Regions from separate parts of the Mus musculus genome. Here region 1 is linked to region 2. The links are chromatin contacts, called in public capture Hi-C maps. All regions are on one chromosome and are shown on one strand. The core of a region is the stretch at or near the end of the contact, and the rest is flanking DNA. Distances in the headings are between cores, read along the strand shown.

Evidence for each region. Capture Hi-C pulls out chosen DNA fragments and counts their contacts.
Region 1: a contact with region 2 is called in a capture Hi-C map of embryonic stem cells, with 2.7 times the contacts expected there. The contact joins two enhancer-like sites. A contact is called at or near these places in 1 of 484 Hi-C or Micro-C datasets (olfactory sensory neurons), 1 of 115 datasets of contacts at active chromatin or transcription factors (embryonic stem cells) and 1 of 9 other capture datasets (embryonic stem cells).

What each region holds. Positions count from the first base shown.
Region 1 is chr4:55,463,067-55,465,766 of GRCm38.p6, reverse strand. No RefSeq gene overlaps it. Among named protein-coding and RNA genes, the nearest start is that of Gm22150, 4.7 kb to the left of the region's middle. Within about 2 kb of position 1,391, at least 16 of the 459 cell types and tissues checked have an H3K27ac peak or open chromatin away from gene starts, as enhancers often do. A contact at or near this core is called in embryonic stem cells, where this site is marked.
Region 2 is chr4:53,863,460-53,866,159 of GRCm38.p6, reverse strand. No RefSeq gene overlaps it. Among named protein-coding and RNA genes, the nearest start is that of Tmem38b, 39 kb to the right of the region's middle. Within about 2 kb of position 1,304, at least 13 of the 459 cell types and tissues checked have an H3K27ac peak or open chromatin away from gene starts, as enhancers often do. A contact at or near this core is called in embryonic stem cells, where this site is marked.

The DNA.
Region 1 (2,700 bases), core at 142-2,641, 1.6 Mb before region 2:
TCCTGTGAATGATGCGATCACAGGATGTGAAGGAGTAACATGGAGTTGCATCTAAAGCCTCATAAGGGGTGAGTGTGTCCTGCTGGGAGCTGGCAGCCCCGAGTCTTGGAGGATGTCTGAGCTTTAAAACTGTGGTAAAGTGGGGATGGGGAAAGTGGAAGGGCAGATTCTAGCTGGAGAAGGGGAACTAACTGGCTGAGCAAATACCCGGAGAGCAAAGCAAAGGTCTTGGTGAACATAGTGGAGAGGAGGTGGTTCCTTCTAGCTAAGAAACAAAAAACAAGTCGGGCGTGGTGGCGCAAGTCTTTAATCCCAGCATTTGGGAGGCAGAGGCAGGCAGATTTCTGAGTTCGAGGCCAGACTGGTCTACAAAGTAAGTTCCAGGATAGCCAGGGCTACACAGAGAAACCCTGCCTCGAAAAAAACAAAACAAAACAAAACAAAAAAAAAACCAACAACAAACAAAAAAAAACAAGTGGAGCAAAAAACAAAACAAAACAACAAAAACAAACCACTACAGTTTGAAGGCCACCTGTCCTCTGATAGTGGAAAGCTACCTTACCTCTGATGGTTCAGAGCCTTGAATACCTGACTTAGCATGAAGGCCATACTCTGAGAGAAAGCCAGGGTGGGAGATCTTGAACAGAAAGTGTGGGAGCCACACATGCACTGAAGAACAAGGCTTTGTGGCTCACTGACAGAGTCACCACAGGGCATGCTGTCACAGAGTCTGAGTGCAGCAGCCTGGCTCTAGTCCGCAGATGGAAGACATACCTGCACTTGAACTTGTAACATAAAGAGGATTTTGAAATTTTTGGTAAAATCTACTAAAATTTATCACCCTAGCTTTTTTTTTTTTCTTTAAAGACAGGGTTTATGTATTCCAGACTGACTTCAAACTTGCAGAGTTAACCAAGGAGGACCTTGAACTCCAAATGTTTCTCATTTCACCTCCGAAAGACTGAGATTATAGGCTAGTACCCCCAAGCCCTGTTTATGCGGTTTTGGAGGTTGAACCTAGGGCTCCGAGCACACTAGGCAAACATTCTACTTGCACCTCTAGTTCTGTTCTAACCATTTTCAAAGTTCATAGCTAGTGACCTCAACTACACAACTGTCTGCACCATCTACCTCCTGAGTACAGGCTTCTCAAACTGAACTGTGCCCCGTCAAAGCACTAGCTTCTGTTTTCTTTCCCCCTCAGATCCTGAGGGATCATTATCTTCCTTGTTTTTATGCAATTGACTATTCTAGGGAGCGCGTAAAATGACAAAGGACTTTGGACTAGTGAATGTGATTAGTATTCAAAAGCTGGGAGGACTTTAAAGGGTACGGAAGAATAGGGAACAAGCTGAGAAAGTGAACTAAGAATCAAGTGCTCAGTGGGGCTTATCTTCATTTCCCCTCTCCCTCCCACCGAGGCTGAGATCCACCGGGTGGACCAGAAGCTTGCCTGCAGGGCCTGGGAGAGATTGTAAAAAGAATTGCCCTGGGGGCTGAGGGGGGGGACGGAAAAGGTCTTTAGAAGGTACAGGCAGGCGGCGGTTGGTCAACAACAATGGTTTACTGGCAGAGAAGACAGGAGAATTTGCTGGAAGTCACAGGTGAAAGCCAGCTCTTGAGATAAGAAGAAAGCTGGCAACCCTGCCCTTGCTGATGGTCCCTTAGCATAGCCAATAGGTAGCACCCTAGAAGGAGCAAGGAACTTGGCTTAAAGCTGAATTCATGGGTAATGGAGAACTGCCTTGAGGGTTTAGTTCCATTATCGCCTAGCAAGGGAAAGACCCCTGAATTACGAGGCTACTTTGTTAAGCAATGCACTAGCTAAAGGACAGTGGTTGTTTAGACTATGCTTGGGGAATACCTTTGGGCCACTTTACCGATGCCCTCTTGAGTTTTTGCAAGGTTGTGCTGTGTATGTCCTTGTTCTTCAATGTTGGGTGTCATTCCTCAGAAACCAGCCATCTTGGGTTTTTGTTGTTTCTTTTTTTGTTTGTTTGTTTTTTGTTTTTAGACAGGCTCTCTCACTTTTATCAGAAATTGTCAGTTTAGCTAAGCAAACTGGCCAGAGAGCTCTAGGACATCTGTCTCCACTTCCCCAGCACTGGGGAAGCACCAATGCTCTCTGCATTTTTGTTTGTTTGTTTCGAGACAGGGTTTCTCTGTATAGCCCTGGCTGTCCTGGAACTCACTTTGTAGACCAGGCTGGCCTTGAACTCAGAAATCTGCCTGCCTCTGCCTCCCGAGTGCTGGGACTAAAGGCATGCGCCACCACCGCCTGGCTGCACTCTGCATTTTTATACTCTGGGTTTTAGAGATGAAAGTGTGTCTTCATGATGTTTGGTAAAGTCCTTTCTTAGCCGAGCTATCTCCCCAGCGTCAGACTGTTTTTTTTTTTATGTTGGATGAATTAGCATCTAAATGGTTCTCAACCACCATTTGGGGGTCAAATGATCCTTTCACAGGGGTCTCCTAAGACCATCTGAAAACACGGATACTTACATTACAATTATAGCAGTAGCAAAATTACAGTTATGAAGTAGCAACAAAAATAATTTTATGTTTGGGGTCACACAGGAGGAACTGGATTAAAGGGTCGCAGCTTTAGGACAGTTGAGAATGACTGTTCTGGAAGCTCTGGGCAATACAGAGTCTCTCATTCCTCACCCCTAGCTGACTGAGAGCCAGGATTATTCCTCC
Region 2 (2,700 bases), core at 55-2,554:
TGTGTATATGACCTTACATACAAGATTTCAACTGTTGGTTAAATTAACCTTTCACTATAAAATCCTGTTTCTAAAACCTGTCCACCTTTTCAAAGTATGCTATAAATTACAAAGTTCACAGCCCAATTATGCATAACTCAAGGTCCTGAGATGCCAGACATCCCACTGGGACCTAAGGTCAAGCTGAGGGAGTCGCTCCAAGGTCACTATCTCATATTAATGAAAATTGAAGATGTGGACTCTCACTGGGTATACAAAAAGTATAGGCAAGCTTTTTAAGATTTCTTTAAAAACTGAGAACTTAGCCGGACATGGTAGCGTACGCCTTTAATCCCAGCACTTGGGAGGCAGAGGAAGGCGAATTTCTGAGTTCGAGGCCAGCCTGGTCTACAGAGTGAGTTCCAGGGCAGCCAGGAAGAGAGAAACCCTGTCTCAAAAAAAAAAAAAAAAAAAAAAAAAAACAACAAAAAACCAACCAACCAACCAACCAAACAAACAAACAAAAACCTGAGAACTTGAACTTGAAAAGTGAGAAACTAGGAAAAAGTGGGAGAAACCCCCACAAGTAGGTAGGAGAGACTTCTAAAAGAGGACCAAGCCATTGAGCTTGTCCTGTGATACAAGCCTACAGCACAAGCACGGGAAAGGTGGCCACTTACATAGGTCTGCAGAGCCATCAGGAAGGCATGAGTGACTTCCTGAGTAATAAAGCAGTTCCTCGCGTTGTGGTGAACTCGAACCATAAAATTATTTTGTTGCTACTTCATAATGGTAATTGTGCTACTGTTATGAACTATATGTAAATAGCTGATATGGAGGATATGTGATATGCAGCCCCCAGGGGGGTTGCCACTCCCGGGTGAACAGCTGTTCTAGAGACTGTTATTTGGGGTTCCTCAGACTGGCATGTGTCTTCTTAGCATGAATCAAAAAGGAGCAATAACAATAAAAAGAAAATGTGTAAAAATTAAATGTCTTTAAAAATTTGAAGTCTGGAGCTGGATGCACGTCTTTAATCCCAGCACTTGGGAGGCAGAAGCAGGAAGATCTCTGTGAGTTCGAGGCTAACTGGTCCACAAAAAGAGTTCCAGGACAGCCGGGACTACATATAGAAACCCCGCCTTGAGATACCACCCCCACAAAAAAAATTGTTCATGAAAATATATTAAAATATGTTAGTGCCATACGCATTCTGCCTCTCCACCGTGGGTGCCCAGGCGCCACGGCACATTGCTGAGTGACAGAAACCAGAATCCATGCCTCCCCTTAGATCGTCCACCCTCCAGGTGGAGAGCGGAGGCAGAGCCTGGGAGAAGCAGACACACTCTGACTCAGTGGCCAAGAATCCTGGAGGGGCTGGAGGGAAGAAAGCCTTCCTCAGGAGTCAGGTCCAGCTCTTTAGTCAAGGAACTTCCCCGGAGAGATCCATTAAGGGGGCAGTTCCCTGAGACGGTCCTTACTTGTTCAGACTGATTTATTTGATGGTGGATGTACACGGATACATTTTTGTAGTCTCCCCTCCCCCAGCCTGAAACCTGCTTGCTCAGGGGTGGAGCTTCCCGCTCAATCGTTCTGCCACGCCCACTGAGCCATACACGTGGTCACCCTGCAACTGGACTCCAAGATTATTTGGCGGGAATCCGGTCCCTCCCCATTCTTCATAAATGAGTGTCGGAAATAAAAAGTTGAGCTTTGATCAGAATGCCTGTTTTAGCTGCATCATTTTCTTGCCCACCTAGCCCTTCTTCTCTTCCAGGTTTCCAAAATGCCTTTCCAGCCTAGAACCCAAACATGTAGTCGGCTGGCCAGACACAACACACTTTATTCAGGGTGAACCAGGGATTAATACCCAGTAAGGGAAGCTCATTGGCTGAAGGCGTGGAGCTATCCCAGTCCGCAGTGGGGTGTCATGGTTCCGGAGAAGGTGCACAGACAGGCAGGAAGCGGCTCCACTCCTACCGGTCTCAGATTCCCGGGGTCTGAGCTCACTCAACCTGTCCAGTTCTCACGTCTATCTGGTAACATGGTTCCACATGGGCGCAGATAATTCAGAGGAAGGCAGTCAGATGGTCAACAGACACTAAGTGTTCAGAATCATTAGCCGGAGTAACGAAAGCCTCAGGCCCCAAAAAGCATCCCCTAGAAATGGGCAAAATTAAAACGTTGACAATACTGAGACTCTGGCTAAGGACACAGATCAACTAGAACATTCAAGACACTGTCCTGGAGCATTAAATGGTACAATCACTTTGGGAGGAAGAAAACACACAAGTTGCTTTGTTTTTATAAAATCAAGCATGATCCACCATATCTTCTACCATTTGTCAAAAAGAACATAATTAACAAAAGCTGCACAAAAGTGTTCATAATTGTTTATTTGAAACACCCCAAGTTAGAAACAGCCTGATGTTCATCAGCAGGGTGACTGAATGGTGGAACTTAAGTAGACTATGAGCTTTGGATAAACACAAGTTACAAGCGTCTAAAAATACGTTAAGTTTCTAAGATAGCTACATGAGCTAAGATTCCTTTTATATTATGTCCCTTGGGAGAAGGAATTGACTGGATATTAATTCCCTGGAGTCCTTGTAATATTCACGTTCTGGTCAGGAGTTCACAGCCATTGGTGTTTGTTTAAACTCAATTTCTGAGGTGAGGGTAGAGTGGTAGGTATAGTGTTTGCAGTGAGAACCCATGTTC